3 separate regions of the Sus scrofa genome follow, and regions 1 and 2 are each linked to region 3. Evidence: chromatin contacts called from public Hi-C and HiChIP or PLAC-seq data. All regions are on one chromosome and are shown on one strand. The core of a region is the stretch at or near the end of the contact, and the rest is flanking DNA. Distances in the headings are between cores, read along the strand shown. Region 1 holds the start of TMUB2 (transmembrane and ubiquitin-like domain-containing protein 2). Region 2 holds the start of C12H17orf53. Region 3 holds the start of DUSP3 (dual specificity protein phosphatase 3).

What was found. A called contact is a pair of places that touch in the nucleus more often than the background predicts. HiChIP or PLAC-seq counts read pairs in DNA pulled down with a chosen protein or histone mark.
Region 1: an H3K27ac HiChIP or PLAC-seq map of alveolar macrophages shows a contact between it and region 3. The contact joins the promoter of TMUB2 here to the promoter of DUSP3 in region 3. A contact is called at or near these places in 3 of 47 Hi-C or Micro-C datasets (epiblast stem cells, liver and skeletal muscle) and 1 of 2 datasets of contacts at active chromatin or transcription factors (alveolar macrophages).
Region 2: a contact with region 3 is called in a Hi-C map of liver, with 2.5 times the contacts expected there. The contact joins the promoter of C12H17orf53 here to the promoter of DUSP3 in region 3. A contact is called at or near these places in 3 of 47 Hi-C or Micro-C datasets (liver, psoas muscle and skeletal muscle) and 1 of 2 datasets of contacts at active chromatin or transcription factors (alveolar macrophages).

Annotation. Positions count from the first base shown.
Region 1 is chr12:19,022,842-19,025,541 of Sscrofa11.1, reverse strand. It overlaps TMUB2 (transmembrane and ubiquitin-like domain-containing protein 2), which reads left to right and starts at 1,317. Exons shown (of 3, transcript XM_021066887.1): 1 at 1,317-1,459.
Region 2 is chr12:19,076,446-19,079,145 of Sscrofa11.1, reverse strand. C12H17orf53 reads left to right here and starts at 1,269. Exons shown (of 11, transcript XM_021066897.1): 1 at 1,269-1,355. HDAC5 (histone deacetylase 5) reads right to left here and starts at 1,236. Exons shown (of 27, transcript XM_021066892.1): 1 at 1,006-1,236.
Region 3 is chr12:19,334,991-19,337,881 of Sscrofa11.1, reverse strand. DUSP3 (dual specificity protein phosphatase 3) reads right to left here and starts at 1,574. Exons shown (of 3, transcript XM_003131360.6): 1 at 1,357-1,574. The coding sequence starts at 1,481. It overlaps C12H17orf105, which reads left to right and starts at 1,661. Exons shown (of 6, transcript XM_003131374.6): 1 at 1,661-2,891.

The sequences.
Region 1 (2,700 bases), core at 68-2,567, 310 kb after region 3:
AGTCAGACAAAAGAATTGAAAGCAGGGGATCAAACCCACAACCTCATGGTTCCTAGTTGGTTTGTTTCCGCTCCAATAGTGACTTCTCTTTGGAAGATAGTGGCTGGAAGAGGACTGAAGGGAGGTTTTGGGGTATCTTTTTATTTCTTAAGACCTGGTTCCCCTGGTCTGTTCTGTGGTGAAAACTATTGAGCTTTTCGCTTTTTAGCTTGACCATCTGCATTATTTATACTTCTTCAATCCATAGTTCACCAGAGTAGTTCCCTTCGTGGCTCAGTGGTTAATGAACACGACTAGTATCCATGAGGAAGCCAGTTCGATCCCTGGTCTTTCGCAGTGGGTTAAGGACCCTGTGTTGCCAGGAGCTGTGGTGTAGGTCGCAGATGAGGCTCAGATCCTGGGATCCTGGGTCTGTGGTATAGGCCACAGCTACAGCTCCAATTCCACCCCTAGTGCCTGGGAACCTCCGTATGCCACGAAGGTGGCCCTAAAAACAAAACAAAACAACAACAAAAGATAACACTTATGGAGTTCCCATCCTGGAGCATTGGAAACAAATCCGACTAGCAACCCAGAGGTTGCAGGTTCGATCCCTGGCATCACTCAGTGGGTTAAGGATCTGTTGTTCCTGTGAATTGTGGTGTAGGTCACATAGGCAGCTCCGGAAAACAGCAAAAACCACAGAACCTCTTTAGAACAAAATTTAATTGCAAAAATCCAGATAAATTCTTGTAAATTAAACCTGTCTTTTTGGGGGCTCTTGCCATTCCTGTACCCCAAGCCTAGAAAAAAAATCAGTGCCTTCTTTGAAATGCTTTCTCACCTTATTTACCAAGGTGCCACACTATCTGGAGCCGCAATCTCGAAACACCGAATGGTTGGTTACTAAATCGTCTCCTCGCCTGGCTCCCGACTGAGCCCTGATTTGAACTCGTGGCGCTCAGAAAGACCAGTGCCTGCTGATTCCGCTAACCCAGAGCTCAGTGCGCGTTGTTGGACAGTAATAAGTCCAATCAGTCTGGGAAGTTGGGAGCAAGACCGGATAGAGAAAGCTGCGAAAGAGGAAAGGGTAGCTCTAGATTGCCCAGAGGTGCCATCCAGCTTTGACGTCCAGACGCGGAGCCACGCCCCTTACCCAAGCACCTCCCCTAATTCCCTCCAGGGCCCACTCCTCACCCCTAGCTCTTTAGGCCCCGCCCACCAGGCGTGGCTCGGCCCCGGGAGGGCCAGGATCCCGCCAACAACGACTCCGCCCCTCCTTCCGCCGAGAAACCTGTCCCTTTTATTTAAAGAATACGTTTACGTCAGCCCGCTTTACGTAGCTTTTCGTCATCAGTGCAAGGCGCAGAGGCGGAACTTCCTGTCTCTGGTTCTAACAGCTTCCGGGAGAAGCCGGAAGAGACTGGACCCTGAACAGAATTGGGGCTAGTCAGCCCCCTCCCCGATTCCCTAAAGAAAGGTGAGTCCATGGGCCGTCTTGACGAAGTCAAAACACTTAGTTTGGCCGTTTCAGGTGAGGACCTCCTTCCTTATCCAGGTGCGGTACCGGTCCAGTCCCCCTTTAATTTCCCATGTTCCCCCGCGTACTCAAGCCCCGCCCCCAGTTCCCCGGCCCCGCCCCGAAGTTTGAGGGGTGTGGATGGTTTGTGACCCCCTCACCCTCCCTTACCCCTCTTGGGCCGGAAGAACTGGGTCTGGGAACTGTGGCGGGGAATAGACAGCCTTTCGGCTCGGCTGGACCTACGGACCCCTCCCCAGCGTCGCGGGAATAGGACCGCCCAAACGCGGAGCCTTCGCTTCAGATAGGCAGGATCGGGGACCCTTCCTCACCGCGCCATCAAGGGTCGCTCACAGATTGAGGAGAGAGCAAAGGCCTCCGCCGAGGGAGACCTGGGGTCTTGCCCGGCCCCTCCCACAAAAGTTCCCTGTGCCTGTGCCAGTCGTGTTTGCCTCTATTCGCCGCAGTTTTCTTTTCTGTAAGTCAGGGTTAATGATATTAACCTTACCATCAGGGGTTAGTTGTGAGAGTGATAAATGATTGCTACTATTTGTTACTGAACAATTGCAATGTGCTGGGCACTGTGCTAAGTATTTTGCTTCGATGATCTCTCCTCATCTTCAAAACGACCTTATGAGGTAGGTACTATTTTTAATCCCATTTTACCGATGAGAACGCTGAGGCCCCGAGGAATTTAAGGTTACAGAGCTAGTAAGAGGCAAGACGGGGTTTGTAGTTTGGGTTTGTTTATTTGTTTTCTGACTCCAAGGCCCATGTACTATTGGAAATTATTCAGATGTTGATATATTCCACAGATATTCTTTGAGCAACTGCTATGGGATTATGTTGGGCTCTATGAGACACAGAAAAATACATGTGATCCTTGTCTTCCAGGAGTCTGGTAGAGAGATGGACAGGTAGATAAGTATAATGAAGTTTTATAGATGCTGTGAGAACAGGCTGGTAACGACAGTCATTAGATGGGATTTGCCCAGGGACAGCTATGAAAGCAGCAGATCTCAAAGGGAAAGAGTAGGGACTCCAAGGAGCAATAGAGATCCTTACTGCCTTTCTAAGACACTGCCAAGGGAGGAGGCCACCTTACAAGAAGAAAGATTGCAAAATGGATTGTGAGAGCCATTTGGAATCTTGTCCAAATTAGTTCCACGCAGGTAGCGGTTTTGTAGTTGTGAGCCTGTGGT
Region 2 (2,700 bases), core at 20-2,519, 260 kb after region 3:
CACTGTCAGAGTCGTGGCTCACTTGAGCACCCCCAAAAGCAACTGCAGCTGCTAACCTCCCTCTTTTGGGACACATCTCATCTCAGAAGGCCAACAGGGACTATCAGGTGGTCACCTCCTCCCCCCAGAGGGGTGCTCCCACCTTCCCCTCCACCCCACTCCACCAACCAGACTCCCAGATTAATTACTTATTACCCCATCAGGTCTCATCTTCCCCAGGGCCCCAGGGAAGGGTGGGGTTGGGAAGCAGCCTCCCCCAAGTTAAAAGGCACAGGCAGTGTTTCTGCCTCCATGAGACACAGATCCAGGATGAAAAACGGGGGGCATCCACCCCAGACAAGTAGGGGGAGCTTTCATCTCCCAGCTTCCTCACTCGGGTTCCAGGGTGTCAGACAGGAGAAGAGGGTGGGAACAAACGCAATAACACCTCAAGGGGGAGGGAATGAGAATAATGGGAGAGAGAAGTAAGGTGGGCCCGCAGGCCCCCTCCTCCGGCACAGAAGTCAAGGACACAGAATCGAGGATACCTTCTGAGGTATGGGGAGAAGCGCTGCGGGGTGGGCAGCGCCCCTCACCTCAGAGTACCAAGAAAGGGTGTCCAGCGAAGAGGGGTCGACACAGAATCCGGCTGCAAGGCTCAAGTCGCTCTGCAACGCACCACGCGCCGCCCGGGAGAGGGCAAATCCGACTGCCCCGGCCGGTCTCCCAGCCATTCGGGGGTGTGGGTCGCGGGAAGATGGGCCCCTCCCTTACCTGCAGGGAAGGCGCCCCTACCTGGGAGGGGCTGGGAGGGGCGCGCGCAGTAGCCCCGAGGCCCGGCTCCCGGGCCGGTGATGCTCCCAGGGGGCGCCGGCTGGCACCCGGGCGCCAGGAGGAAGGAAGGGGGGCGCGGAGCGCGGCGCGCGCGCGGGGAGCCCGCGGGCAGCGACGGCTGGAGGAGGGGGCGCCGCGTCGCGTCCGGGGGGCTGGGGGGAAGTGGGATCGGGGGTGGTGCAGCGCGCTCACCCCCTGCGGCTCGAGCTCCGGCTTCGCAGGCGGCGGCGGCAGCAGCGGCGGCGGCAGCAGCGGCAGCGCCTCCTCGACGGCTCCTCCATCTTTGCGGCAGCTCCTCCGGCTCCGCTCGCCGCCGCCACCAACAACAACATTCGGAGACGTCACTCCCGTCACGTGATCCGACCCAGCGCTAAAAATAGACCCAGACCCCCCCAGTTTCAGCCACCACCAACCCCTCCCCTCCTTCTCGGCCCTCCCCGCGGGGCGGGGCCAACAGCGCCACCGTGACAGCTTCTTAAAGAGCCAATACACAGCCAAGGGTTGGGCTGGGGAAGGGGAGGAAGGCAAGGGATCGGAGCCCCGTGAGTAGTGGTGGAAGGATTGCTGCGGGGGTACAGGTCTGGCTGCTAGGGGCTCAGCCTTTGGGATGCACGCTTTTCCTCTGCGCTGTCTCCACTTCCTTTTCGAACCGTGGATGGTGCAATCGCTGCCTGCCTGAGCTTCTCCTTAACACGCCCTCCCGCCTTGGGGGAGGGGAACTGGGGATGGATTCCTAGGGGCTGGGAGGGCTGTGGAGGCCCCACCTTGGGGGCCAGGCTGAGAGCGGATGGCTGGGACAGGTCCCGAACCCGCCGCCATCGACACCAGCTCCGACCTCACACACTAAATCTGTGCCAAGGGGAGAAAAAAAAAAAAAATACTGGGAAGAACCAGGGTACAGTTGTAAGAGTCCAAGGCCTTCAAAAGGAAGACTTCCGGTCCCTGGCTTCAGTGCCACCCTGTTCCACAGCACTACTTAGGACACAGTATATGTGATAGACCCTAGATGGTTTGTCAGTGACCTAGTAATTTCACTAACGAAAATGTATTCCAGGGAAATAAACATTGTGCTCAAAAGTGAGTATAGAAGGAAAGAGATTCCTTATAATCCTGTGAAAAGTTGGAAACAACCTAAATAGCAGCAGCTGGGATTGGCGAATAAACCTGGGCACATCCATTCAGTGGAATACTTTCCAGACATTAAAAAATGATATGTCTATATTGACCTGAAAAGATCCGCATGATATATTGTGTTCTTGAAAATCAGGAATCAAATAAGTACTACAGAATTGTTCCATTTACTGTAAATGCCAAAAAACTAGACCCATATGTCTGAATATGTATGCATATTAAAAAGCCTTTAAGAATATATACCAGGGGAGTTCCCGTCGAGGCGCAGTGGTTAATGAATCCAACTTGGAACCATGAGGTTGTGGGTTCGATCCCTGGCCTTGCTCAGTGGGTTAAGGATCCGGTGTGGCCATGAGCTGTGGTGTAGGCTGCAGACGCGGCTCGGATCCTGTGTGCTGTGGCTCTGGCGTAGGCCGGTGGCTACAGCTCCGATTGGACTCCTAGCCTGGGAACCTCCATATGCCATGGGAGCGGCCCTAGAAAAGGCAAAAAAAGAAGACACACACACAAAAAAAGAATATATAGCAAAATATTTACCTTTGCTTTCTTTTTAATCTTTTTCTGTATATCTGAAATTTTGTAACTATCATGTATTATTCATCTAATCAGAAAAAGTGAATATATTGGCGTTCCCACGGTGGCAGAGTGGGTTAAGGATCCGGCTTGTCCCTGTGGAGGTGCCCATTTGACCCCCAGCACAGTGGGTTAAGGATGGAGAGTCTCTGCAACTGTGGCGTAGGTCACAGCTCCTGCTTG
Region 3 (2,891 bases), core at 325-2,824:
CAGGGTGCCTTTGGCTATCACAACCCTGCACTACACTATAAAGCAGTGGCTCCTTCAAAAAAACACTAATATATTGTGATAGAACATCAAGGAAGACAGTGTGAGAAAAAGAGTGTATACCTATCTATGTATGACTGGGTCACGTTGCTGTACAGCAGAAATGGACAGAACAATGTAAATCAACCATAATAAAAAAAATTTTTTAAACACTAAAACAACTTTGAAGAGTCCCTACCATGCAGCTCCCTTCTCTTACACTAAGCCAACAGCAACATTCAACAGCTTTATCATTAACACTAGTAACTCTACTGTGAATGAGCCTTGTTCAATGCCCAACACACAGGGAGGCTCAATATGGTAAATGATTAAATGGATAACACCGGCCTCGTGAAGCTGGAAACTGCCTTCCAGACCCCCTAGCTCCACGATGACCCCCATTTGTACGGCAGTCCTTGGAACTGGATTCTCAGAGTCTCAGGAAAATCCAACCCGTGCCCTCCCACGGCTGTACAGGCATGGTAATCTATTTTTGCCTTTTGGCTGGTATTTCAGCACCTCTCAGAACGGGCAACACTGGTTCCCTCCTGCCGCTCAGAAATTCTTACTGGTAGTTTGACTATGAGAAAATGAAAAAATCAATTTGGTAAGAACTCCTAAGGGATAAATAATAAATGCACTTCCTGATGGGGAGAAGGTCCGCAGCCTTTTCTAAGTGATGGTTCAGGTCCTTAGGGGGTTTATCATTGGATTGTTCTAGAACTTCAGGTACATCACACCCTATTTGGAAAGCTGGGGGAGAAGCGAGAAAACCAAGGCCCGGGTCCCTGGATCCCGAGTTTGGGATCTTTCAATTCCCGGCCCTGGGCCTGCCCGGCCAGGAAAGTTCCACGCCCGAAGTGTGACGTCAGCCCGTTGCCAAGGGAGCAAAGGCAGACATTCCGCGGTGACCTCACTGCAGAACCAGGCAGCTGTCACATGACACGCGGGGCCGGAGACCGGCCGGGTGACAGAGGGCCACCTGTTAAATGAAACTGGTAGCCCCGACCCCGCCCAGGGCCGTGCCCCTGGAGAGTGGGCTTCGGACTGGACATCGGGCTGGCCGAGCACCCCCGACCCCGGGCATCACGCGAAGGGAAGGACCGCGCTGGGCCGGGGCGGGGTCCGGCCCCTCGGCCCCAAGCGAGGCGGTGGGCGGCGACTTCAGCCCCCGCCCAGCCCCCGCCGCGGCTTCCGGAGGAGGGACCCCGCCCCGGCTCCCCCCACCCACGCCCGCCGACGCCCCCACCCCAGCCCTCTGGTGGGCGGGGCGCCCCGGGGAGGGGCTGGCGGGGCTGCGACCCGGGAGCGGCGACTCACGCGTTGCCCACGTAGATCCTGGGGGTGACCTCGTTGCAGGGCTGGCTTGGGAGGCTGTAACAGCCGCTGCCGTCCGAGAGCAGGTCGTTGAGATCCTGCACCGAGAGCTCCACCGGGCCCGACATGGCGGCGGCCGGGCCCTGCACGCCGGGGCAACCGCGAGCGAGGGGAGAGCGGCCGGGTCAGCTGGGCGGGGGCTCCGGAGCCGGGACCCGCCCCGTCCCGCCCCGGAGGCGGGCCCGCCGGGCGCGGAAAGCGGCGGAGCGCGGGCGGCCAGGCGCGTTCCGCTTCTGGGAGGTACGCGCGCCGCCAGGCGCCGGGCGGACGCGGGGGAAGACTCCGAGGCCTGCGTCCGCGGGCGGAGATGCTGCGGCTCTGGAGCTCCGGCCGGGGTTCGGGGAGGGGCGATGGTCTTCGTCCCACCTCCACCCCCCGCTAAGGCGCGGCAGTCCGGTACCGCCACTGGACGAAATGCGGGGCGCAATAAAAGTTCCTCTGGACCGCGGCACACCAAGTGTCCCTCGGTTTTTCAGGAATTCAGGGACACACGGGTTCCGTTTGGGAGCTCGGACTGCCGGCTGCAGACCAGCAGCTCTGGTATTACCCGGGAGCTGGCCAGGAAAGCAGAATCTGCACCCCAGCTCAGACCTGCTGAAGGAGAATAAGCATTTTACAAGCCTCCCTGGAAATCTCTGCGAAGGTTAACGTTTGAGAAGCCCAACTCTGGGGCACATTTCTTCCAACCTTCAATGAGAGTCGGCATCGTACTTAAAGCTTGGGCTCTGCAAGCAAGCATAGGTAGCCCTGGGGAATGATGTAACTTTTTTTTTTTGCTGAAAAAATGGGGTTTAGCCCCTAACTCCTAGGGTTGTTTGAAAGATTAAATGTAGCATTCCAGGAAACCCCCGGGCTCCACATAGTGAGCACTGGGGAGGTGTTCTCCCTGTTTTTATCAGCAATTGCATAGGACACTTACTAGGTGCTACGCCCAGTGCCGGTGTGGAGATGCATCCCGCTCCTTTGCAGCCCTTCCTGGAGCAGCTGCCAGCCCACTATGAGCCACACGATGTCAGCAACTCATCATTTACGAGATCCCACTACCAGCAAAAGCGACAGGTCTCTGACCTCCCCCAATGGCAGCTCACCCGAAGCCCAACGTCTCCAAAAAACATCCGTGGTCCTGAGAATTCAGGAAACCCACATCCTGAACTTGTTCTTCCACTAACTTGTTCTAGAGCAGCTTGGCTGTTGCTCTGGACTTTCGCCTCATCTGCAAAAGTGAAGACATGGAATCAAATCATCAAGTTCATCTTTCACCTCTGCAAACAGCTGTGGGCTCATACCTTCAGGGAAACCATTGCCGGGGAGATTACTTGGCTTAGAGTCCAAGCGTAACCAGGGCTAGATTTCTCCATCCCCCCACCCCCACCCCAGTGCCTTTCTGGCCTTCCCAGACACCATACCTCTTCCTGCTGCTATTGGTGGCACTGCATACCAGGCAAGTGGGAAACTTTCTAATGTCAGCCCTCATCTTG